Linked DNA regions of Mus musculus: regions 2, 3, 4, 5, 6 and 7 are each linked to region 1. The links are chromatin contacts, called in public promoter capture Hi-C maps. All regions are on one chromosome and are shown on one strand. Each heading gives the region's core, a stretch centred on a gene start, on an enhancer-like site or on the middle of the called end of the contact. The rest is flanking DNA. Distances are from core to core; before and after follow the strand shown. Region 1 holds the start of Oxa1l (oxidase assembly 1-like). Region 2 holds the start of Zfp219 (zinc finger protein 219). Region 3 holds the start of Cenpj (centromere protein J). Region 4 holds the start of Rab2b (RAB2B, member RAS oncogene family). Region 5 holds the start of Mettl17 (methyltransferase like 17). Region 6 holds the start of Arhgef40 (Rho guanine nucleotide exchange factor (GEF) 40). Region 7 holds the start of Hnrnpc (heterogeneous nuclear ribonucleoprotein C).

Region 1 (3,397 bases), core at 734-3,233:
CTCAGGTTAACTGAACCATCTCTCCAGCCCTGATTTTTTTTTTTTAGCTCTGTTCATTTTTTATTGAACATCATGCTTATTAAATTTTATCAGATATTAAATAATGTGACTATTACATTGTTGAAATTGTTAGCGTGTATTGTCTTCCTTAAAGTAATATTTAATTTTGCCTAAACAAAAAAGATAAAATTTTCCAAGATTTTTGTTTGATTTTTGCTTTGCTTGTTTGTTGAGACAGACTTTCTTTATGCAGTCCTTGCTGTCCTAGAACTCACTGTGTAGACCAGGCTGGTCTCAAACTCACAGAAAGACATCTGTCTCTGCCTTTTGAATGCTGATATTAAAGGCCTGTTCCCACCACATCTGACAATAGATGATAGATAGATAGATAGATAGATAGATAGATAGATAGATAGATAGATAGATAGATAGACAGACAGACATTTAGGCATGCATATATGAGTGTTGTGCTTGCTTATATGTATTTGTACCACACACTTGCCTAGTATCCATAGAGACAGACAAAGGTGTCAGAACTCTTGGAACTGGAGGTGTATGTGGTTGTGAGCTGCTATGTACATACATAAGAATATGTGCACGCACACACACACACACACACACACACTCTCTCTCTCTCTCTCTCTCTCTCTCTCTCTCTCTCTCTCTCTCCAAAATAAAAGTCGCAAATTTCGGGGTTGGATATGGCTCAGCGGTTAAGACTATTTGCTGCACCATGGTGAATACCAGAGTTCAGATCCCAACACTTATGCAACAAACACCTCTAACTCCATCCCTCTTCTGGCCTCCGAGAATGTACACTCATACAACACACGACATCTATGAAATAAATAAGTTTTTATTCCTCCAAAGTATCTAGTAGCATATGAAGAAGTATATGTGATCAACCCCCTCCTTCCTGAGCAGTAATTTATTTTTCACATTACTTTTTTTTTTTAAGATAAGGTCTCCATTTTTAACCCTGGCTGGCCTTGAACTCACCACTTACCTGAGTCAGCTTCCTCTTCAGTGCTGGGATCACAGGCGTGCAGCACCATACCCACCTTATTTCAATTTATGCTTTAGGGAAGCTTTTAGTTTCAAAAAATACACAACAAAATCTACAAATAGATAGTAACAATCTTGAGACAACAGATCCAAGACATCAAGTTCAACTTTCATCTTTAGTTTCCTCGGTTATTTCCCGGAAACTGCCTTCCCTATAGCTTTGTCAGATTCCAGGCTACTTTCAAATTTCATTGGATCTGTAATTACAATATTACCTTGCAGTAAGAAAAAACCCACGCCAAGCACAGATGTAAAAGCTATTGTTTTCGCCTTTCTGGTTTGCCTGTTTGTGGGGTTAATTCTAGTTTGAGATTTTGTTTATTCATTATCTTCTTGTGACAGGCAGGGTCTCTCTGCAGTCCTGGCTAGCCTTAAACACAATAGGTAACCAAGATTCACCTCGAATTTTAGGCAATCCTCCTGCCTCCGCCTCCCAAATGCTGGGATTATAGATTTGAGGCACTATTCCAAGAGTAAAGGCCATTTTTAATCCAAGAATTATTTTAACCCAGGGAACAATTACAGTTTGGGAAATGGAAGGGAAAACAGGAAATATGCTATGTTTACACTGCCACTTAACAGCGCATCCTGTCTCTTAGTTTCTTTTCTTTTTTTTTTTTTTTTTTTTTTTTTTTTTTGATTTTCGAGACAGGGTTTCTCTGTATAGTCCTGGCTGTTGTCCTGGAACTCACTTTGTAGACCAAGCTGGCCTCGAACTCAGAAATCCGCCTGCCTCTGTCTCTTAGTTTCAATCTCTGCGGAATCTTGACTTTTTTAAACCACTTCAAATACCATCGCCTGTCTTCATTCTCCCTCACTACCTGATCTGTGACGTCAGGTCTGACTGCCTGCCCATTTCCAAAATGGCCTCCCCCGCAGCGTCAAAGTTCTGAGTGCGCGTGCGCGAGAGTAAGTTCCCTCTTCCCGGCAAGATGGCGAGGAATTTAGTGTGCGGTCGCTGGCAGCTTCTGCGACTCCTACGACCCCAGCGTTCGGTAAGGTTCCGTCCAAAGCGCGGGGATGCTGCCTTGTCCTTGTCACCTGAGCTGAGGTCACGAGCAGATGCTGACCTGGTCACTGCGACCTGCGAGTCATGACCTCCGGTCGCGTGAGGGCACCACCGGGTTACGTCCCGGGGTTGGTGGCCTGGTTTCTCTGTAGCTGTTTGGAAACTGCCTGCGACCCTGAGCCGTGACCTCTGGGCCCCGTCCCCGGGCTTCGGTAACAGGATGCGGGAGACCCTAACCGGAGCTGCACCCTGCACGCTCCAGTGCATGGCTTCGGGGCCTGTAGTCTGTGCGAGCAGAGTTGCAGCGCCCCACTGCTGCAACCGCAGGCTGTCTGCGGGAGAGGCGGGTCGGCTGGGACTCAAGGCCTTCCCTTCCTTTCACATGGTCAGTACCATAGCGTCGCAGTGTCCCTGAGACCGCTGGCCGCCGAGCTCCTCGCAGCCCGCCGGGGTAACGGGCGGCCACCCTGTGCTCTTCTCGCCGTCTTCACTCCTCGCTGCATCAGTACATCTGCCACCCTCTTTGCAGAAGCCCAGGTAAGAGGTTCCCGCTGAGGAAAGGAGCACGACTTCTTGGCCCCTTTCTTTTGGTTCTGTGTTGTTTTGTTTGTTTTGTTTTGCGGGAGACAGTGAATGTGTAGCAGAGTTCTCACACTCCTCCTAAGTTCCTCCTAATATTAACCTGTTTGGAGTAGAAGTAGATTCTCATCTCAGGCAACTCAGTGAGGAAATGCCTAAAAGTGCTGAGAAATTTGTAGGGCAGGCAAAATGACCCTGCTGTACAAAAGCTCTTGCTATTGCAACCCTGGTAAACCGAGTGCCAACCCTGGAACCCAAGTAAAGGTGGAGCAGGTTGTGGCACAATCCTAGTAACCCCAGCACTTGGGAGGCAGAGATGGATAGATCTCTGAATTCAAAACCAGCCTGGTCAACATAGAGCTGTGTAGTGTGACCTTGTCTCAAAAATGAAAAAAAATAAATAAATAAATAATGAAGGAAGAAGGCGCCACACAAAGTTCATCTCTGACTTCCACACATGCTGTGGCATGCATGCCTACATACATCACACACACAAGATAAAAAAAAATTAAGCCTGGCGGTTGGTGGCGCACGCCTTTAGTCCCAGCACTTGAGAGGCAGAGGCAGGTGGATTTCTGAGTTCGAGGCCAGCCTGGTCTACAAAGTGAGTTCCAGGACAGCCAGGGCTACACAGAGAAACCCTGTCTCTAAAAACAAAAAACAAAACAACAAAAAAATTAAATTTGCCTGGCATGGTGGCGCACGCCTTTAATCCCAGCATTTAGGAGGCAGAAGCAGGCAGAT
Region 2 (3,484 bases), core at 80-2,579, 2.3 Mb before region 1:
AGAGTGCCCTCAATTTCCCCTCAACCCAGGCCCATTTCTCTTCTCTTCCCCACTAGAGGGAGATAATTTCTGGACTAGAGACCTCCCTCACCTCACGCCTCGTCAAGCAGCTTCCTCCCTTGCATTCTTCGACTTCTTCCTCCCTGCCTCTCCATCCAGCTTCATTTCACATCTGCCTCCTCTCACTGTTCACCTTTCACAATCCCATCCACTCCAAGCCGGGTTGCTGCACCAGCCAACCCAGAATCCGCGTCGGTTGTGCTCCAGGTCTCCCTTGGATCCGGGTCCTGCCTAATTCACCCGAGACTACAAATCCCAGGATGCCCCGCTACCCCGTGACCTACTGCAAAATAAAGAGCCTTCCCTCGGCGGCGGGGGCGCTGTGCATCTGCTGAGTGACGCCAGGCGCTGGGAGCAAGGCCTAGCCGAGTTTTCCTCGGACGCGACCACTGGCCCCGCGTGCGGGGAGGCGCCGGGAGGGCCGTCGCGCACAGAGGCGCCGCCACCGCGGCCAGGTCACCGCCACCGGCTGCGGGTCTCTAGCCCTCGTGCCCGCAGCTGCCGGTACTGACAAAGGCTGGGGGTCGGCGCCGGGCCAAGCCGCGCTTCCCCTGGTGCTGCCGCCGCGCCCCTCGCGCGAGTGCCCAGGTTCAAAGTCCTGAGACTTGGAGCGCGCGCGAGAAGGGGGTTGGAGATGATGAGTCAGAGGCGCCGGCCCTCCTCGCCCCCTCCCCCCCGGGCCGGGAGCTGGAGAGGACAGGCTGGCTGGGCAGGCGGGGGTACCGACCTAAGACTTTCCCGCCTCTAGCGAGCACGCTGGTGGACCGAGCCCGCGTGGCCGCCACCCTTTCCAAGGCGGGAGCAGGACTGCGCAGGCTCAGCCTTTCGGCCGCCCCCGGCGGGCCTTTGATCCCTGCAGCGGTACGGTCGCTGAAGCTCTTTTTGTACTGTGCCCACACCACTTATGACCTCTGCAAGTGTACAAAGATGATAGACTCGGTTGGTTTGGGGGAGCGGAGAAAGCCCAGGAAAACGGTGGATCCCAATAGCACCGGGGAGAGGGGGGACAGCTTAGTAGCTGCTAAAAAGTAGAGATTGACTAGGCCTAAGAGAACTCACCCCAAATTCACATAGTGCCCGGGATGGGTGTTCGCCTCACATTCATTTTTGTTCCCACTTGAGAAGGCTTCTTTTCCCTAGAGAATGCTGCTTCTCCGGGCTCAGGCAAGCCCAGGTACCAGTGAGGCTAGAGCGCAGCCTGGCTGGCTTGCCTTGACATTGCAGTGGCGCCAGCTGCAGATCCTTTCTGTTTGTGACACCTTGGGAGTGGTAATAGTCGCCCTATGACAAAGTTACGTGTGAGTATTAGTGGGTGGAGACAGATCTGGGATCAGGCTCTGGAATGGAGAGAACGCAATCCGGGCCTCCTCCATGTTTTCTCTTCCCCCAATCAAACTGCAGGGATAGTGAAGGGCTCTGAGAAAAGAATATTTTTCTTCAAAGTCAGGACGTAGTGGCCAAAGAAACTATAAAGAGAAAACAGCAATTAGCTGTCTTCCAGCTTTTACCGCGGTAATCGGAAACCTGGATATTGCATTCTGCATCTTAAGAGAAACTCAAGGACCGTATAAATGGGTCTCTTAACAATGCTGAACACTCAGGGCCAAAACCTCTGGTTTTATTTCTCATTACTTTGTGTCCAGAATAACCGACAAGGGCCTTTGTTCATTGTAAATTATTAAGATCCTAAGATGCTGGAGGCTCAATTTTTTTTCCTTTTCTTTTCTTTCCTTTTCTTTTCTTTTCTTTTCTTTTCTTTTCTTTTCTTTTCTTTTCTAAAAGGCAGGGTCTCACATGTATCTTTGCCTGCCTGGAACTTGCCATGTAGACCTTGATCCACATGCCTGTAAGTGCTGGAGTTAAAGGCACGTGCCACTCACCATGCTTGACTGAGCCTTACTGTATGAAGACCCTACTGTGTCACCATAAGTTTGCCTCCCCCACTACATCGTGAACTAAGTGTGAAGAATTGTTTATGAATTCTGCAGTGCTGCTCGCCAAATGGATACATGTTAACTTCCATCACAATTGGTTGGCCAAATTAAGTCGTAAAGCCTCACTCAGTTTCCTGGGGAAGATACTATAGAATATGAGGGGGAGCAAACAATTTAAGGAAAAGGTTGGAAATTTGTGGTGAAGCTTGAATGGCTCCGCAGTTGGGATTTGTCTACTAGCAACCATGCCTATTTCTCCTTGTTTAGTTCAGTGAGCTTCCGTGTGAAATTCTTAGTGGGAGAAAAACAAGACCAGGCGTCAGGAGACCTAGATTCTGGCTCTGTTGCTTGAGCGCATAAGATCTGTCTGAACTACACTTCATTTGCATGGCCATTACACCATGCTTCTTCTGCTTATCTTACTGAATCATATGGCGAAAATAGAGTCATGCACAAGACCTCTAAAATGATGAGGCCCTTGAGAGGTGGAAAATAAATTGTCTAAGAAGGCAGATAATGGTGTAAGTGAGTGAACTAGATTGCCTGTGAAGTGAGAACTGCTGGGAACTCAGCAGTACACACTGCTAAATGGATGTCTGTCCTCAACTCCACCAGCTACTGCCGTGGGCAGCTCTGGCTCCGGTAGTGCCATGGTTTCCGGATTTGAATAGAAGTCAGAAATTTAGAACACTCTTATTTTAAGTATTAATAATAAAAAAAATGTTTTTTTTAATTCAAGGGTCAGATTCAGCCTATAGTTCAGTAGACTGAAGTGTCAAGTTCTGCATTATGCAAATAGATGGCAAAAATTTGGGTTGAATCCTGGCTCTCAGAAGGCAGAGGCAGGAGGATCACTCTGAGTTCAAGGCCAGCCTGGTCTACAGAGCTAACTCTAGGACCTCTGGGGCTACACAGGAAAACTCAATTGTTTTGAAAAACCAGAAAACAACTAGAAGAATTGGGGGGTTGGGATGTACAGTGCGGTTTCTGTAGCTCTGGTGAAACACACCTGTGTTGGAGGGGTTAAACATGAAACTACCCCTCTAGACATTGCTTTCCAGGAAAAGGTCAGTTTGCCTGCGGGGGGGTGGGGGTGGGGGGGGATATTTTGCAATACTGGAAGAGAGTTTTGATGGTCAGCTGGGAGTGGGGTTGGTAAGGGAATGTGGAAAGGCAGGTACATTAGCATATAAATCAGGAGATTGCTTCAGGCTCCTCCTCTGTCTGTTACCTTTTGCATGCTACAAGCCAAAAGGGAGTCTTCTCTGTTTCTCATGACTACCCTCGCCACCCTGACTGGGCCAGAGTCCCTGGCTACTCTAGAATTCTGCATGGCTACCATGCTCCTAGTGACCACGCCATCTGACCCATTCTGCACCGATCTGGCAGCCTCTATGGAGGTCACCCATTTTATTTCAATTAGAACTTAACAAAAAGAGATTGTGACAAGGCTCCTGCTGACGTCACTTTTTAAAGGTCACGACCCCTTC
Region 3 (3,370 bases), core at 667-3,166, 2.2 Mb after region 1:
CTGAGAAAGGGCTCCAGCCTGCAGGGAGTATATACACTGCATCATACACTTAAGAGTAGCACGCGCAGGGCGTGGTGGCACACATCTTTAATCCCAGGACTTGGGAGGCAGAGGCAGGTGGATTTCTGAGTTCGAAGCCAGCCTGGTCTACAAAGTGAGTTCTAGGACAGCCAGGGCTACACAGAGAAACCCTGTCTCGAAAAACAAAAACAAAAAAACAAAAAAGAGTAGCACGCATTAACTAGCTATCCAGTAACTGTTAATTCCTGAATAGTAATTTCCTTGTAATCTGTTGTAAGAAAGATAATCCTAATTGTTTTTACATTAGGAACCTACCTGTAAAGGCAAGGAAGGGAGTTTTCAGTTAACCTTGGTTAAATTTCAACATCCTTAGTAAAAAAAAAAAAAAAAATGTTTAAATCAAACATGGGGTCTCACAAGCATAATGCCAGCACTGAGGAAGGAAGCTGGTCATCACAGGGGTGAGGCCGGTCTGGATACATAGCAAGTCCCAAAGACAGTGTGAGTGTAAAGTGAGAGACTGTCTTTAAAACAAAACAAAAGCAAGAAAACCCAGAGCTGGAGAGATGGCTCACAGTGGGTAAAGTGCAAACTGTACACGCCTGGCGATCAGAGCTGGTCCCGGAACCCACATAAAGGTGAAAGGAGACACTGACTCTACAAAGTTGTCCCCTGCCCTCCACACATGCAGAACATGCATGAAATCCAACACATATCATGTACACAACAATATTTGTAAAAGGTAATCTTAAAACTAAATAAATCTTAATTTAGACAGTAAACAAGCTGCAAAGAAAGTCACTCTGTAATGTGAAAATCGTCAACAATTCCCTGTTAGACTGAGCAAAGTGTAATAATGGTTTAGGGCAGCATCTTAACATCGTCTTCACACACACACACACACACACACACACACACACACACACACACCTTTTTTTAAAAAGCACTAAAACTTCCATACCTTTGCTACAAGTCCATTACTGTGGTCCTAAAACTATACGTACTGCCAGTTTTAAGTATTGAAATACTGATTCACAGTTGGGTATTGATGATACACACCTATAATACAGTGTTTGAGGTGGAAGGCTAGCTTGGGCTACATAACAAGCCCTTGTCTAAAGAACGCCAAAAATTTTCCCCTAAATTTGTTTTTTATTACTTATACGAAGGCCTAGGTAAACTACAAATAATAGACTGTCTAGGACAGTATGTTATGTAAACTCAGATATTAAAATCTGAGGTACAACACCACCTGCTTATGAAGTTGTAGTCATTACCGTAAGTTAATTGTACGTAAAGCTGCCTTTAAAAAAAAATCGACTAATTGAAAGCTTTGACATCTTTCTGTTCAAAACATAAATTATCTGCACTGGAGAAGGAGGAAGTTACGAGGAGACAATTCAGACCTTGATTGAGGAAGATACGAGGAGACAATTCAGACCCTGAAAACTTTCAGCTGACAGGTCCGCCTCCCCTGAAACACAACTCTTCTTGAAAGCAACAAAGCTTTTGGAGAAGCCGAGATAAGGCCTCCTGAAAGACTGCAAGCGGCGCCACTGCACCCGGCCCGGCGAGCGTGTCGCCCGGAACAGAAACACGCACCCCGGCCGACCCCCTTGAGGACCGATCCCCCGGGTGCTCGGAAGAACAAAGCGGGCTTAAGCCCCGGAACCACCGCCGCCCGCGGGCGCCAAGCCCTCCGCGCCATGCCAGCCCCAAAGCCCAAGCTGGCCTCTCAGGAACCGGGCGGCGGACGGGCTTCTCCGCTCCTTCCGCCCATCAGTTACCGTTCTTCGAAGAAACAGCTGTTCAGACCGCTCCGACCAGCGATAGTCACCACTTAGCTGGCCCGGCATTTACGAATGAGCCGCCACAACCATCGCTGCAGCCAGAGCCCCGCCTCCTGGACCGGCCCCGCCCAACTCTGGTCCAGTGACTCCTGGGAAATGTAGTTCCTACAGTCCGTGTGAGCTTGCGCGCAGGCGCCTCGGACACATGCAAACTACAACTCCCAGCAACACCGCCATAAACGTTGCTAGGGGATGCTCTATGCGCGCTCTTTTGCGGCGGGCACTGGTCAACAGCTGTTGTTCTGAAGTCAACCGATTGAGATCTGACCCCTGCGGTAACAGAGAGCGTACTCCATTGTGCCAGGAACACAGAGATTCAAACCGAATCTAAAAGACGACAGGTTTGGGAGAGTTTCGTCGTCTTCGCTTTTCTCTTTGAATGGGTTTGATTTAATAAAGACCTGTTTAAAACAAAAAAGTGACATTGGTAGGACGAATAAGTGAAGATAACCGTGGAAAAATTTACTCCGGAAATAATCATCTATTATGTGGCTAGTCGATGGCTGCACAAAGTGTGTGCATTCAGTGTTTAAATTATATGGAATATTGAAAGTGCAGATATTAAAATTATATATGGAATGTTGAGCGCAGATTTCACTGTTTATTTGTTTTGCCACCAGAGGGGTTCCAAAATACAGACATGACCCTTTAATCTAGGATGCTACAACACTTCAAGCTACCACAGTTTTTAGACTAGGTTTGAACAATATTGTAAACTAACATCTGTTTTTTAAATATATAATTTTACTATTTTATTTTTACTTTATGTGCAAGCATATTTTGCCTTCATGTTAGTATGTGCCCTGACGTGTGTCTGGTGCCTGTAGAGGTCATAGGGGCCATCTGATCCCATGATCCCATGGAACTAGAGCTACAGATGTTTGTGAGCTACCATGTAGGAGCTGGAAACTGAACCCAATCTTGGGAGAGAGAACAGCAAATGCCCATAACCACTAGGCCATCCCATTTTCTCTTCTCCGGTTGATCAAATGCTTGCCTAGTATGTTCTATCCTCAGCACTGTATAATCCAAAATTGGTGACCAGTCTCTCAGGTGGGGAAGGTGAATCAGAAATTCAAGGTCACCCTCCAATATAGAGTAAGTTAGAGGCCAGTATGTTAACATGAGATTCTATATAAAAAGGTCATCAAGAAGAATTGCCCTTTATACTAATTAGTTCAAATAAATCAATATTATTAAAGATAATTAAAATTTTGTACAGACACCTCAAACATGGAGACGGGAAAAGTTTTTGTTTTGCTTTGTTTTGTTAGGTTACATCATAGATGAAAAAGCCAAAGTTCAAAACTACCAAGATCACACACCTAAAATGTTGACAAGAGAATGGAGCTCAGTGGGTAGCAAAGACCTTGCCTGCTGTACCAGAGGCTGAGTTCCATCCACTGCCCTAAGCTGATTAGTCAGTAAATTAATAACTTAAGATGCTGAATGAGGGTTCAAATGGTCTTCTTTTGGCCTGAAACCATGCCCAAAAATCA
Region 4 (3,681 bases), core at 877-3,376, 2.1 Mb before region 1:
TGTGGCTGGTACCTGTGGAGGCCAGAAGAACCCAAAGGATCCCCTGGAACTTGAGTGACAGAGGATGATGGGTGCTGGGAATTGAACCCTTGTTCTTGGGAGAGCAGTCGGTGCTCTTAACTGCTGAGTCAGCTCTCCAGCCCATTGATAGCATTTCGCGACAGTGTCTCAGAGTACTGACTAGTTCTGTGTATGAAGCAGCACTTCTTAAACTGCAATTCTAAAACTGTTTTCATTGGCAATTAAAGAAGCTGCCTAAGGAACAGGTCTTCAAGGACAAAATACCTTCAATCACCAATAATTTCCAGAGTACATTGGTAATAGCCTCTCTTAAAGCAGTATGGAAACTGACGAACTGATAGAGCTTTTGACACTTTTCTATTTCTAGGCAAAATTCATCTCTTTCAAGGACAATATTTCAAAAAAACAAAAACCCCACTGCATCATAAGCAGACAATTCATCCCCTTTTCTATTTTCAAAATAGTATTTTGTACATAGCATGAGGAATTCATACTCTATATAAATATTTTTACTTTAAGGTGCTATATGAAATACCTGTTCTGAATACCTATTACCTCAACAAAAATCAAAAAGATATTTTTTTGGAAAAAAAAAATCACTGTCAACTTTTTTTTTCTCTCAGAACAATAAGAATGTAATTTCAATGAGTAAGAAACTAAAAAACAGGCTGAGTATAGTGGTGCATATCTAATCCCAGCATTTAGGACGATCAAGTCAAAATCATGGTCAGGTTACCCAGGAAGCTTAAAGCCAGTCTCGGCGCAAAAACAAACTTATTACGAAAGTCCGTGAGGCTGGGAGTGGTGGCGCACGCCTTTAATCCCAGCACTTGGGAGGCAGAGGCAGGCGGATTTCTGATTTTTGAAGCCAGCCTGTCCTACAGAGTGAGTTCCAGGACAGCCAGGGCCACACAGAGAGAAACCCTGTCCCGAGGGGGTGGGGGGGGGAGAGTCTAATGCAGGAGGATCTCTGGGAGTTTGTGTCCAGTGTGGGTTATATAATGAATCTGAGGCTATTTGCTCCTAAAAGAAGAGAAGGTGAAGAGATTAGAGGAGGTGTCTGTGCAGGAAGAACTGCAATGTCCGTACATTGGCTTTTACCTCTCCAGACTTAAAAGAATCCTATGTTGGTGTTTATGTTGAAAAACATGTGAAGCTGGTAGTTAATAACAAAATACAGATGAGATGTTTAATAAGCAGTCATGTTTCCGTGGGATTTTTCCATAAACATACAAGTTGCATTGGAAGAAAAAAAAATCCTACGGCAACTAGTATCTTACATCCATCTCTAAAGTTACCTTTCAATCATTTATCCTCCACTTACCAGCTTTTATCATTTTTCATATACCATGATTTCAGACCAAGGTAGCGAGAAGTAACTTTTTTTGGTTTTTCAAGACAGGGTTTCTCTGTGTAGCCCTGGATGTCCTGGAACTCACTTTGTAGACCAGGCTGGCCTCGAACTCTGAAATCCACCTGCCTCCCGAGTGCTGGGATTAAAGGCGCGAGCTACCACGCCCGGCCGAGAAGTAACTTTTTATTTAGAATACTGAGACTGTAACTTTCTCCTTTAGCAGTTCTGGCAGCTAGCTTTTAGCTGTTCTGGAACGAGGGGATAGCTTACCTATTGTGAGGTCGTGCACGGGCTGGAACCGCTTGTCGGTAAACTGAAGGAGGAGACATGACTTCCCCACACCTGCGAAAGAACGGTGTTCACTAGACGCACGTCACCCGGGAAGCCGCTGGCTCCCAGACAGGGAACAGGGTCTAAGGCAGGGGCAGAGCCCCGCCCCCGGGGCTCGCCCCGCCCCCTCCGCGCAACTCCGCTCACCCCGCCCCGCCCCCAAGCCGATTTTGGAGGTAGGATCCCCGCCCCAACTCCGAAGGCGGTCCGTCGGCGGGTTACCTGTGTCTCCGATGATGATGTACTTGAAGAGATAAGCGTAAGTCATGGTCCCGAGGCGTCTGTGTTCCGGGTCCTCCCGATTTCTACAGCCACTTACCTCCGACCTCTCTAGCCACTCAATCTACGGGTCTCCTTATTTGCCTCCGCTCCAGCCCTTCTAGCTCAAGCTGCGTCTCTATTGCTCTCCCCCAGAAATCTTCGCTGGATCGGCTGTACCGGACGCCGCCTCTAGGGCCACCCAGTGCTCTTCTACATGCCATTATCCCACCAAGCTCCAGGGGGCGACAGCGACCCTTCGGGCAGCTGGGATCGAGACTGGTTGCGTCCCTGACTCGGTCCAATCATCGGAGAGCGACGCTTTCTCCTTGAGGAAGTGACGCGCTCGGAACCTAGTGGGGGCGGTGGGAGCGATGCGGACGCGGAGACGCTGAGTCGCTGGTAGTGGTGCTGTGAAGATGGAGGTGGGTGCCGAGTCTTTGAGGGCTGATGAGGGTTCGCGGCCGACTAGGGGAAGCGGAAGCGGGAATGCAGGGCAGCGAGGAGCCAGGGGGGCTCGGGAGGGCTGGGGTCTCAGCACGCCACTGCTCCGCTCACTCACCCACCGCGGCTTTCTTTTGGTTTACAGTTTCCCGGAGGAAATGACAATTACCTGACGATCACTGGGCCCTCGCACCCTTTCCTGTCAGGAGCCGAGGTGAGCAAAAGCTGCTGATGCTGGGGCGCCGGAGGGCCTAGGCAGCGGTTAGGGAAGGACGGTGGGGGTGAGCGCGGGGGCTGGCGGGAGCTGGAGGGGACAGTGGCCGAGGCTTCGAGCTCCTCTAAGGACTGTGGAGGGGGTGGGGGTGGGGGAGAACCGAAAGCGGCTGTCATGAGGAAACCAGGATGTTGAAGAGACGGCTTGTTTGAGGAGTTTCTGTTCTGAATAGGAAGAACGAAAGGAATTGTTCTTTGGTTGGGGGTGAAATAACTAACAATCTTGGGAGACAGCAAGAAAGAAAAAAAATTTTTTCAGTAAAGAAATCGAGATAAAGAAAGTTGTTTATCCAGCAGGGAATAACTTCGGACAGTTGTTATTTCTTGAATTCTATAGGGGGCTCTTTTATTTGAAATGTCTTTTCTGATAAAAGTGGTTCATCCTACTGATGTGGCATCTGTTTGCTTGGCTAAAGAACGACAGAGGGAAAGAAATAGCTGCCAGAGAACATAGAAGGGGGTAGAGTGCACCTGTTTCCCAGTGATCACAGACTGACTATGTCACCTTTGGATTCCAGTTGTCAAATGACTATAATAACAGGGTTTGGTTTGGTTTGGTTTGGTTTGGTTTTTAAAGATGGCGTGAAGTAGAAGTAATGGTTGTTGGATGTTCTAAGACCTTCCACAAGGGTCACCTAAGACCATAGGAAAACAGATACTTTGTGATTCATAACAGTAGCAAACTTATATTTGTGAAATAGCAGCGAAAATAATTTTATGGTTGGGGGTCACCATAATATGAGGAACCATAATAAAGGGTCCATGCAGCATTAGGAACGTTGAGAGCCACTGCTGTAAGATATTCAGGAAAACTTTTGGTTGACAGATTTTCCTATTAGAAAGCATAAAACTTATTTGAGCAAGCGAAAGTCAAAGCTGCAGTGTATGAAATTTTACCATTTTTTTTTTGAGAACTTGAGCCTTGGTCCATCTTTTGAGGATTATATACTACCTCCCAAAGTGCTGTGAATTCATTTGCACGGTTGTTTGCACCAAAAGTA
Region 5 (3,566 bases), core at 820-3,319, 2.5 Mb before region 1:
CTCAGCGTTCAGTCTCATGTGGCATCCAAACTGTTGTTCTTTCATGTCTGGCTTTTTTTAAATGATATGGATGAAGTATAACAATTTAAATATAAAGTCATGTCTCTTCGAATTGCCAAAGTACATATAAAAATAGTAACATAAGTTTGTCGGTTTACTTTGATCCAGACATTATCACATTTAATCATTATAACAAGGCTTTAAAGGCATCAACTGTCACTGCTCCAGAATCAACTGACCACCAAATGCCAGACCCTAGAAGGTTATACATATCCTATACTCTGACACCTGCCCACAAAAACAACAACAACATCAACCCAATCAATCTATCAGGGCAGATCTGTAAGTGGCAGAGATATTTTATTGTTTCAGCACAAGCCAGTAATTTAACATGAAAAATAATAATAAAGTATAACAACTGCAAAGTATAGGCTGGGCATTGGTGGCACAGGCCTTCAAACTAACCACTTGAGTGACAGAGGTTGGTGGATCTACATATTGAGTTCCAGGCCAGCCAACCAGGGCTCTATGTGTGTGTGTGTGTGTGTGTGTGTGTGTGTGTGTGTGTGTGTGTGTGTGTGTGTGTGTGTGTGTGTGTGTGTGTCTGTGTCTGTGCGCGCGCGCGCGGGAGTGGGAGGGGAGGGGGAGGAAGGGGGGAGGGCGAAGCAAACTTTCAAAAGACTGCAGTAGGTAACACCTTTTCCACAGCTGTCGTACATACACACTCCCTCGAGTCTCCAGAGAGTCATTGGATAAAATCAAACCTCTACTACCCACATAAGACAAACCAAGCATCTAAGAATCCAGCTCACACAGATACCCATATATGGTCCTGTAACTTTTCTAATTGGACTGAAGACTATAGAGTACTCTTCGTCCTGTCAGCTAACTTCTGCCCCCAAGAGGCTAAAGAGGAAACCACAGCTGGGTAAAGTACTGCTGCCGGGACCCAAGAATTTACAGGTCCATGAGTCTTTTTTTTTTTTTTTTTTAAAGATGTATGAGTGCTCTGCTGCATATACATCCACAGGCCAGAAGAGGGCATCAAATCCCCTTACAGATGGTTGTGAGCCACCATGTGATTGCTAGGATTTAAACTCAGAACCTCTAGAAGAGCAATCAGTGCTCTTAACCGCTGAGCCATCTCTCCAGCCCCAGGTTTTGGGGGGTTTTGTTGTTGTTGTTGTTGTTTCCCCACACACACACTGATTAACCCTTCGAACATTTAGCTTAAAATTCTCCATTTGCATTTCAAGGACCAACAATACCCAGTACGGTGCATTGTTTAAAAATGTAACTCTGACTTTCGACTCCCTAGCACTTAATTCAGCTATCACCTATTAAGTTCATGAACTTGGGTAAATTAACCACGTGAAAAATTAAGTTAGCAACAGATGTTTGTGGAAATAAGATGGCGGGAATTCGGTGTGCTACGTGGGAAGCTCTTGATAGAAAACCTGGAGCAAACTCGCAGACAACAAATGTGAAAAAAAAGTAAGCTAATTTTTATATTTATTAATTTGCAAACTGTAATAGTTATTAGCGCTCATCGTTGACTGCCTAAATCTGATTTTTGTTATGGTCTTGTCCCGTCTCACAAAGGGAAACTAGCCACGGTTCAGAATTCTACAGCACCAAATGAAAACAAAGAAAGTCCACACTTTCCTTTTCACCTGCCTACCCCACTCTCAGCCCCACTCCTGCCCCCACCCCCGCCCAGCCCTGCCCCCGCCTCTGTCCTCCCAAGTCCCACTCCCTACCACCCCCCCACGTCCCCTTCTATCTCCCCACCCCAGTGAGACTGCTTCCCCCTCCACGCCGCCCCCATCTCCCTACTCCCCCAACCCCTCTCCCTCCTACCCCACTAGCCCCCCCTAACCCGTGAGACTGATCCCTCCCCATCACAAAACACGCCCAAGCCGGGTTGGTCTCGCCCGCAGCCACGCTCAGCATTGAGACCACGCCCCTTCTGAAGGCTAAGCCCCTCCCACGAACGGCCTTCTTCGCAGAGACGTACATAAGGTACATAAGGTCGCTTATTGGCTGTTAGCAAATACTCCCTCTTCTCATTAGTTGATACCGTCCGGGTCGAAGTTCCACGGAAGATGCTCTTAGCTGCTTGGGCTGAGGGTTACAGGCATGTGTACTTCCGTTTCCGGTGTGTCCTGAAGCCATGGCCACCGCCAGGACACCGAGATTTCTGCTGCTGTTCTGCAGATCCTGCCGCAGCCTTCGAGGACCCCAGTCCCGAGTAAGTGCATCTTCCTCTGCTGGCGGAGAACTGGGTTTCCAGAGACATCTCTCGGAGGAGGAGCGACCTCGGCGATGCCTCGGGCAGCAAGCACCTGCAACCATTCTGTTTCTTTCGCTGTCTGCAGGCATACGCCGCCCTTGTGCCCGGTGTGTCCCAGGTAGACAACGGGTCGGATTTCCTGGGGAAGAAGCCCCATCGAAAGCATCCCGGCATCCTGCATCTTCCGCACGTCCAGCTGCCGCAAGCACTGGCTGACGCCGCACAGTTAATGCTTTTTGGTGAGAAACTGCGGGAAGGGGAAGCCAGATAAAACCAAACGAGGCCAGCACGCAGCGATGACCCTTTCCATCTGTGACCACAGAGAGACCCATGCGCAGTGTAGAGAAGCAGGTGCAAGCACTCACCAACTATCTCTGGAGCCGACATTTACCTGTAGAGCCGGAGGAGTTGCAAAGACGGGCTGCGTATCTTGAGAAAAAATTCCTGGAAAAACAAGGTAGGGCTTAAAACTAAAAGGCAAACCAGATTAAAATGTCAACGAGAAATTAGGATCAAAGAATAATTTAAATCTCTCAGATAAATACTGCTGTTTCTCATTTGATGCTGTAGTAACAGCCCTACTAGATGATGCCCTGCTAAGAAGGTAGGTTGGGCCAGAGGTTGCCCTTGGAGATTGGGTAAAGGTCAGAAGTTTTGGTCTTTCGGGTTTTTTTATAAAAAATTTCCCCTCCACCGCTGCAAGTCAAAGAGATTATGACTATATTTTGATTCAGGTAAGTAAAGGCCATATGGCAGGCAGTTCAGTAAACACGAAACCCCACCTCGGATAGAAAATTATTACATTTCAGATTATTTTTAAGACTATGGACTTCATATTGTAAATTTGCCTTTTATTCTTGTATTCCCTGCACGTCCCACAGTACCTGGTTCAGGGTAGTGTCTTAGTGTTCTATTGTTGAAGAGATACCATAATCACGGCAACTCTTAGAAAAGAGAGCTTTTAACTGGGGCTGGCTTACAGTTTCAGAGGTTTAGTCGGTTGTCAGCATGACAGCATGCAGGCAGGCATGGTGCTGAAGAAATAGCTGAGAGTTCTGCATCTGCATCGGGAACTGCAGGAACAGAGCGAGACTCTGGGCTTCTCATGGCCTTTTGAAACCTCAAAGCCCACCTCCTAATCCTTTCACGTAGTGCTACTCCCTGGTGACCAAGCATTCCAGCGGATGAGCCATTGGGGAGCAAATGGGGCCATTGTCATTCAAGCCACTACTGTAGGTGTTTGTAGAAATTTGCCCAGTGGTACAGAGCTCCA
Region 6 (3,830 bases), core at 909-3,408, 2.4 Mb before region 1:
ACTCGTGTCTCTAGCTGCATTTGTATCAGAAGATGGCCTAGTCGGCCATCACTGGGAAGAGAGGCCCTTGTTCTTGCAAACTTTATTTGCCCCAGTACAGGGGAACACCCGGGCCAAGAAGCAGGAGTCGGTGGGTAGGGAAGCAGGGCGGAGGGAGGGTATAGGGAACTTTCAGAATAGCATTTGAAATGTAAATAAAGAAAAAATCTAATAAAAATAAATAATAAATAAAAATATATAAACCACATTGAAAAGTATCTGTGATGCAGGAGAGGACCTGTTAGCTTGGTATCTTCTCTATCTCTGCTTTATGCTATCCCTTCACATCACCTACCAAAGAGCACACACCAACTCAGACTGCATTGTATGCACACTGGTAGGTAAGAGTTCCCTACGGAGAAAGGGCTGTTAACCACTGTAAGCACACACCATGTACTGAAACTCATGGTAAGAAGGGATAACTTATATCTCAGAACCTAAATCCAAACTCCTTCACGCCACCAGTTCAAAGCTTTTGAATGGATCTTTTTTCCCATGATATATGTTTATATCTCACTGCCTAGCTATGGGTGTCCCTGGATTCTACCAAATGATTTGAGCATAAGGAATCTTAAGTTCCAATAAGGGAAGGTTCAATCGTTCCAGACCGAGAATGGGTGAACTAGATTTGATGAGTAAGGTTTACAGAAAATCCTCTGAAAAAAAACTTCCCTAGAAGGCCTCTACAACCTGCTGCTGGGCAGTATTTACCAGGCAGACACCAGGGGGTAGTAAAATCTCACTCTCTTGGTCATTAATAACAAGGAGACTGAAGAGTCTACCTTAACTGGAAGGTTGGAGATAGCTCCACAGTTCTTGCCGGTTAATCACAGGGTTTTCCCTGCTTGAGATTCTTTTTTAACCCTATGAACCAGAGGGCTCGTGTCATCCCCATGAATTAAGTTTCTCCCTTCTCCAGACCCACAGGAAAAGGGGCAGAATGTAGCATCCTAAGATGAAAAGAGCCTGTCATGGAGGCCCTTTCTTCTCCTCCTGCTCCAAGCCTCATCGACTGTATCCACTACCACACGTCTTCTAAATAAACTTTACCCTCTAACTGCAATGCCAACACCTTCACGATCTCTCTGGGAAATGAGTACCTTTCAGATCGCCTCCCAAATGTCCACCTTTTGGACCAGTCTGTGACTCAGAGACAGGCAGGGCAACCCCTTGATGTGCTGCGGTTCCTCAAGCCTTTTTGAGAGACCCCACTCGGCCTTCACTTCCATGTAGAAGTGATACTCGAGTTTGTAGGTGAGGCAAAAAAAAAAAAAAATTAAAGGAGCCTAGCCCCTTTTGTCTGAAGTGTAAGATAATAGTCACTGCCAAAAGCCCTAGCATATGGGCCACTATCGCCCTGCAACAAGAAGGAAAGATCTGACATCAGTACTAAAGCGTGGGGTCTAATCCGGGAACTGTTGCTTCCCCTTCTCTAACCGCAGAGCAACAGGGGTCTAAGGTAGAGAAAAAGGCAAAGGCAGCGTGGAGCAACTCCGCAAACGCCCCCAGACCCTACAGAGGGATCCTGATCCCGGGGCCCTGGCCTCTCAGCCGTGACACATATCCCCCCACCCCACATGCCAAGCCTTTACTTCGTAATTCCCCTCATCCCCCGCCCTCCCCAGGCTGCACACAGGAGCCCATTGTAGTCTCATGGAGCCTTGAGACCCAAGAAGGTGGAAGGGGAAGAAGGGCGGGCAAACGCCCAAGGCTTGGGGGAATACCCTAATTTCCCGGCCTTCAGCTCTACCTAAAGGGAACTAAAGGCTGTGGATCGACCTGGGCCCCAGGACCTTGCCAAGCCTTGCCACGGACCGGAGATGTGTCATGGACCCTAGAGATGGAAGAAGGCTTTTGGCCGCCGGGCAACCTGGGACCTAGGCGGGTCCCCTGCAGGGTCCCGAGCTGAGGCTGAACTGATCCCGCAGAGCGAAGAAGACGCGGGAAACCCGGGGCGTCCTCAGCTGGGCGGTTCTCGGAGGGGGCGGGGCGGGCTGGCAGCAGACAGCCAGGGGAGCGGAGGCGAGGCTTGTGGCCAGGGTTGGGGGGGCTTCTCGGCTGGGGTCCCGGGCTGGGCGGGGCGGTGCAGGCGGCCGTCTCGGCCCTCCCTGGCGGGGCCCCCGCGGCCTGGGCTGCCGAACGAGCGGGGAGAGCCGCGGTCGCCGCGCGAGTTGTCCTGCAGCTAGACCCGGCGAGACTGAGCGCCCGGAGGGAGGCGGTGGCTCACCCGCCCCGCCCGCCCGCCGGAGAGTGGGACACCTCCCGACGCCGAGCCATGGTGAGTCCCGCGAAGCACCCCGGTGTCCCCTCGGCCTTCGCGCAGCCCGCTCCGGGCCCCCAGCCCCGTGCCTCTTGTGCCCGCTTAGCGCTCCTTGGCGCTTCGGAGACTCTCCACCCTCCCATCCCCCCTTCTTTTCTTCGATCTGCGGTCCTGCTGCCTGCTCAGTCCCTACCGAGTATTGCCATGACCCTTTCTTTCTTCTGTGCCACCTCCCCATCCTTCGATGGTCTTTGCACACATCCCACCCCCGGTCTTTTTGGTCCTACCCAGTCTTCTTTTGCTGAGTTTTCCCTCCCCCTCCCTATCTCAGTTTTTCACTCCTGGAGACCCTCTGCGAGTTGGTCTGGCGGCAGCCCTTGAAAGGGCACTGTCCTGGGTCATGAGAACTGACCTGCCTGGAACCACCATTTTCCATCCCAGTCCCCAAACCCGGTGAGATGGGCCCACCCATCCGGCCCTGAGGGACTAGCCACAGCTGTGGCTGGGCCAGGGCCAAAGGGCATGTCCAAAGGGAAATTCCCTCACAGAAAGGGGGCTGTTTGGGGGTGGGTAGGGGGTGTTCCGCAGTACCAATGGGCGTGACGTTGCCAGAGCCAAAACCATAGTTTTTGGGACAAAGTTCCCCGAGGTTCATGCAGCTGCAGGGAACTGAGCTGTTCCTGACAGTGCCTGCCTCAGAGCACTGTCGCTGCAGGGAGGGATCTGGATGGAATCCTGTAGAGCAGAGGCTCGGAGAGCAGCAGCTCAGGGTACCAGAAGCCCATGTCAACCAGAGTGAACACTAAGCCCGGAACTTTCCGGCCAGAAGTACTATGAAGTACTACGGGGAGAGCGCCCACTGCCCAGGCGGGTGCAGCCTATAATGCTCATTGCAGAGTGGAGGAGGGGGAGAGGCCCTGCCAGGGCAATGTCTACGGAGAGTCTGGGAAGCATCACCCTGCTCAGAGGGTTGGAGCAAGACAGGAACTAGGCCAGTGAGCGCTGACTCAGTCTCGCCCGTCGTTTGGTCCCAGCCGACCAGAGGCCTGGTGTCTTGGGCTCCTGCCCACCTCCGCCTGCTCCAGACCCCTCCTCCCCTCCTGCCGAGGCCGTTTCCTGTGGCTGCGACTCTTGTTCAGCCATGAGCTCACCGCCCCTAATGGGTTGCAGCTGCTTCGCTGCTCAAGCAGTAGCTCCCCGGATCCTAACTTCGGAGCTCGGGCCCACCCAACCTCACCCCTACCCTTCTTCCCACCCACGTACACAGTCCTGAGAACACTGAGGGTCTGTCTGCTCGCCCACACCTTGGAGCCAAGTTTGGGCTCTGATAACACAGAATGCTGGTCTCTGGGGTGTCTGAATACCCTAATCTTCCCAAACAGCCGGGATTAAGCAACTCTGGCTGGAGAGATTTCAGAGTAAAATAAGTAATTTTTGTCTTGGGGTGGAAGCAGAACCGTCTGCAATGGGTAGAGAGCTAGTAAATGCAAAGAGAGGTAGAGAAATAAATACTGCAAAATACTTTCCTCAT
Region 7 (3,704 bases), core at 174-2,673, 2.3 Mb before region 1:
CCGGGCGTGGTGGCGCACGCCTTTAATCCCAGCACTCGGGAGGCAGAGGCAGGCGGATTTCTGAGTTCGAGGCCAGCCTGGTCTACAAAGTGAGTTCCAGGACAGCCAGGGCTATACAGAGAAACCCTGTCTTGAAAAACCAAAAAAAAAAAAAAAAAAAAAAAAAAAAAGAACTCAACACCTACAAGAGAGAAACTAATTTGTTTTTAAGCACGGTTTTACTATGTAGTCCTGGGCTGCCTTGCAATGGGTAAGGGGTCCTGTCTCAGAGCCTCCACAATACAAAGATTACTGGCCTGCACTATCATACATAGCTATAAACTGCCTTTTTGAGTTTTAGAGGGATAGGACTAGTACTGAGGTAGCTGTAAACCCTTGCTGTGCCTTTTAATTATTGTTCCCAAGTCCAGCTTGAAATTTTTCTGCTAACATCCGTGTCAGGTCCCCTCCCCCCAAAAATAAGCCTTTCCCCCTATTTATTTATTTACGAAACAGAGTTTCTCTGTGTATCCTGGGCAGTCCTAGAACTCAAAGAGATCTGCCTGTCTCTGCCTCCCAAGTGCTGGGATTAAAGGCGCGCACCACCTAGAAACTCAGTGAAAATACTTGACCTGTCTAGTACGATCCTGTCAACCGCTTCTAAGGCTCAATTCTCTCTATGACAGTAGTACCTACCTCAAGTTCCACTAACTTATGATTTGTAACCTGCAGATAAAATGTGAGCTGTAATTATTCCAATTAAAATTAATCTTCCGCACTTCCCTTTACAAACACAAGCACTCCGACTTTTAACCATTTTACCCCTAGAGGAAAAAAGTAATGATTACTCAACCTATTGTTAAAACGCCGTTCAGATGCCATGTAGCCAGCCTGGAATTTAGAAGCTTCCAGTCCGACACCACCATGTTATCGCTCCCCTACCCCCACCCAGCGTCTATCTTCGGAAGTGATAACGGAATCCGTAAGATATCCCCGACAATTACATCAACAAGCATTTCGTTCTTCGCTTTCTTGGTCCCCCCTTGGAATCCCTGATGGGCAAAGAAAATCAAAGTAGCCGTTAAACCCGAGCGCGCAGACAGGGTATTTTCGTACGCACCGTGGCCTGGAGGTCACTAGGTTGACTCCGCGCCAAGGCCGAGGCCCTGTTGCCTCCCGCATGAGACCCAAGTCCCCACCGCACGGGAACAAACGCGGCCTCGGCTTCTGCCGCGAGGCCGGTTTCCCCCTTACACACGCTGGCGGGGCCCAGCAGCCCAGGGCCTCCCCTGCACTCGCCCCCTTCGCTTACCAAAAGGAAGGAGAGAGAGAAGAGACCGCCTCTCCTACTGCGAGTCTACGCCGAGACGCCGGAGCTACAACAGCGAAGAACCACACGACCGTTCGCTCTCCGTCTCCTCACAAAATGGCCCCCGAGCTCCTCTGCCGCCGAGGCGAAAGTCCAGCCCCCGCCTCGTTCCTGGAGGCGTTCCTATTGGCTGTGACTTTTCTCGCTCCCGCTCCTAATTAGCGAGCGCTACCGCTCCTCACAATTCCGTCCAATCATAATCCGAGGTGGGTTGGGCTAATTGCGAGAATTTCCACATGCGTAACAGAGGCTAGTTAGTAATTGGTTCAGCTTCATGCCACTTAGTGACTGACGGATGGTTATTGGTCAATGTACCAGACGGAAAGCTGGGTGGAATTTTCGCCTTTGTATCGCGCACAGCTTCTCATCCGGGTATCCGGCGGATCTGACTGACGGCCGCATCGTCCTATCAGTGCTTCTGAGAGCTCCCAGGTCCGGCCAGATCACCGCATTTCCGCGGCGCGGGGGTGGGAGAGCCTGGGTGGAGTCTGGTAGCGGGTGCAAACGGCCTGCCCTAGCCCCAGGCCTAGGAAAAGGGAAACGCAAACAAGCTTCTGAGAAGGGAGGAGAGTTATCTCTAGGCCGTCTACTAGCTCTGCAGTTATTATCAAATTCAGATCCCTTCTTTCTGCCAGATTCTATAAGCTGTTGGGAGGACATGGCCTTCTCAGTGAACAGCTCCCCCTCCAAACCAACTGGGTTCTGTAGTTCTCTCCTGCAGGAGCAATTACCCGACCTCCTATAAACCCGCTTCCTTGTCCCAAGTCGCCACACAGTCTGCAAACCCAATGGCCAGCCACCTCAATTTCCCACTTTCTAGAATAGACTACTTAATCCCCTCAGGTTTGGTCTGCCACTAAAGCTCTGGTTATACTGTAGGAACATTAAATACACTGAAATGTATATATAGCTTACGGAGAAAAGGAGATTGTATCCCAGAAAAATTTCCTGATTTTTTTTAATCTTTAGATCTTTAAACCTTTGCCTTTTTCTTTCTTTCCTTTTTTTTCTTTTTTTTTTTTTTTTAAGAAAAAGATTTATTTACTGTTTTTATATGAGTACACTGTAGCTGTCTTCAGACACACCAGAAGAGGGCATCCGATCCCACTACAGATGGTTGTGAGCCACCATGTGGTTACGATCAGGACCTTTGGAAGAGCAGTCAGTCCTCTTAACCTCTGAGCCATCTCTCCTGCCTAGCCTTTGTCATTTTCAAAAGATTTATTTTATGTAAACCAGTCCAACGAGTTTATGTGTTCCCAATTTTACATCTTATTTTTAAAAAGAAAAGTTTGGGCTAGGTAGTGTTTCAAGTGCAAGCCAGCCTGGTCAAGTTTCAGGACAGCTAGAGCTATAGAGTGAAACTCTATCTTGAAAAAACAATAAATATAAGTAGGTAGGTAGATTGACAGACAGACAGACAGACAGATAATTGGGGAGCCAGAAAGATGGCTTAGCAGTTAACAACAACTGCTGCTCTTCCAAAAGACAGAGGTTCAATTTACAGCACCCACAAAAGGGCTCATCGTATAACTCCAGTTCCTGGAGGTTCCAACACCCTCCTCTGGCCTCTGGGCACCAGGCACACACATCATACACAGGACTCTTTTTACAAATTAAACAAGACTCAGTGATCGGGAGCTTGCTTAACACACCCAAGGTCCTTAGTCCAATCCCCAGTACAACAAAGTAAGAGACAAATAGAGAAAGAGTGGAGATCTGTGTGTTGCTGTTAGGGAAAGCTTCTATTTCTCTCTCTCTCTCTCTCTCTCTCTCTCTCTCTCTCTCTCTCTCTCTCTCTCTCTCTCTCTCTCTCCCTCTCTCTCTCTCTCTCTCCCTCTCTCTCTCTCTCTCTCTCTCTCTCTCTCTCTCTCTCTTCCCCCTGAGACGAGACGGGGTTTCTCTCTGTGGCCTTGGCTGTCCTGGAACTCACTTTGTAGACCAGGCTGGCCTCGAACTCAGAAATCCACCTGCCTCTACCTCCTGAGTGCTAGGATTAAAGACGTGTGCCACTGCACCCGGCTTATTTTTCTCTTCTCTTTTCTTTTCTCTTCTTTTCCCAGACTGGGTTTCTCTGTGTAGCCCTCCTGACTGTCCCGGAACTCACTTTGTAGGCTGACCTTAAATTAGAGATCTGACTGCCTCTTAAGTACTGGGATCAAAGCTTTGAGCCACCGTGCCCAGCTCCTAGTTTACATTTAATTGTTTATTTTGGAAGGTACACTAGTAAACAAAAGAAAACCTGCGCTGATTGGTTCACCCTTTACAAGTGAGTCCTAAGGATTGAACTAGGGTCAGCAGGTTTGGCTGCAGGAACCTCTACCCACTGAGCCATCCCAGTGGCCCTAAATCTATT

The links. Promoter capture Hi-C pulls out the DNA fragments that hold promoters and counts their contacts.
Region 2: a contact with region 1 is called in a promoter capture Hi-C map of liver, with 7 times the contacts expected there. The contact joins the promoter of Zfp219 here to the promoter of Oxa1l in region 1. A contact is called at or near these places in 2 of 39 promoter capture datasets (hippocampal neurons and liver) and 1 of 9 other capture datasets (pancreatic islet).
Region 3: a promoter capture Hi-C map of pre-B cells shows a contact between it and region 1, with 6 times the contacts expected there. The contact joins the promoter of Cenpj here to the promoter of Oxa1l in region 1. A contact is called at or near these places in 2 of 39 promoter capture datasets (hippocampal neurons and pre-B cells).
Region 4: a promoter capture Hi-C map of hippocampal neurons shows a contact between it and region 1, with 9 times the contacts expected there. The contact joins the promoter of Rab2b here to the promoter of Oxa1l in region 1.
Region 5: a contact with region 1 is called in a promoter capture Hi-C map of liver, with 6 times the contacts expected there. The contact joins the promoter of Mettl17 here to the promoter of Oxa1l in region 1.
Region 6: a promoter capture Hi-C map of liver shows a contact between it and region 1, with 8 times the contacts expected there. The contact joins the promoter of Arhgef40 here to the promoter of Oxa1l in region 1. A contact is called at or near these places in 2 of 39 promoter capture datasets (hippocampal neurons and liver).
Region 7: a promoter capture Hi-C map of pre-B cells shows a contact between it and region 1. The contact joins the promoter of Hnrnpc here to the promoter of Oxa1l in region 1. A contact is called at or near these places in 2 of 39 promoter capture datasets (liver and pre-B cells) and 1 of 115 datasets of contacts at active chromatin or transcription factors (astrocytes).

Annotation. Positions count from the first base shown.
Region 1 is chr14:54,358,858-54,362,254 of GRCm38.p6, forward strand. It overlaps Oxa1l (oxidase assembly 1-like), which reads left to right and starts at 1,984. Exons shown (of 10, transcript NM_026936.3): 1 at 1,984-2,060; 2 at 2,465-2,611. The coding sequence starts at 1,998.
Region 2 is chr14:52,019,404-52,022,887 of GRCm38.p6, forward strand. Zfp219 (zinc finger protein 219) reads right to left here and starts at 1,330. Exons shown (of 5, transcript NM_027248.2): 1 at 1,120-1,330. Tmem253 (transmembrane protein 253) reads left to right here. Exons shown (of 7, transcript NM_001033805.3): 7 at 1-384.
Region 3 is chr14:56,569,930-56,573,299 of GRCm38.p6, forward strand. It overlaps Cenpj (centromere protein J), which reads right to left and starts at 1,917. Exons shown (of 17, transcript NM_001014996.2): 1 at 1,809-1,917.
Region 4 is chr14:52,277,269-52,280,949 of GRCm38.p6, forward strand. It overlaps Rab2b (RAB2B, member RAS oncogene family), which reads right to left and starts at 2,127. Exons shown (of 8, transcript NM_172601.3): 1 at 1,928-2,127; 2 at 1,646-1,717. The coding sequence starts at 1,973. Tox4 (TOX high mobility group box family member 4) reads left to right here and starts at 1,878. Exons shown (of 10, transcript NM_023434.3): 1 at 1,878-1,964; 2 at 2,120-2,388; 3 at 2,553-2,621. The coding sequence starts at 2,383.
Region 5 is chr14:51,882,773-51,886,338 of GRCm38.p6, forward strand. It overlaps Mettl17 (methyltransferase like 17), which reads left to right and starts at 2,070. Exons shown (of 14, transcript NM_001029990.1): 1 at 2,070-2,251; 2 at 2,379-2,532; 3 at 2,616-2,750. The coding sequence starts at 2,174.
Region 6 is chr14:51,982,675-51,986,504 of GRCm38.p6, forward strand. It overlaps Arhgef40 (Rho guanine nucleotide exchange factor (GEF) 40), which reads left to right and starts at 2,159. Exons shown (of 24, transcript NM_198249.4): 1 at 2,159-2,317. The coding sequence starts at 2,315. Gm16617 (predicted gene, 16617) reads right to left here. Exons shown (of 3, transcript NR_045728.1): 3 at 3,715-3,830.
Region 7 is chr14:52,102,598-52,106,301 of GRCm38.p6, forward strand. It overlaps Hnrnpc (heterogeneous nuclear ribonucleoprotein C), which reads right to left and starts at 1,424. Exons shown (of 9, transcript NM_001170981.2): 1 at 1,292-1,424. It also overlaps a transcript of Rpgrip1 not described here.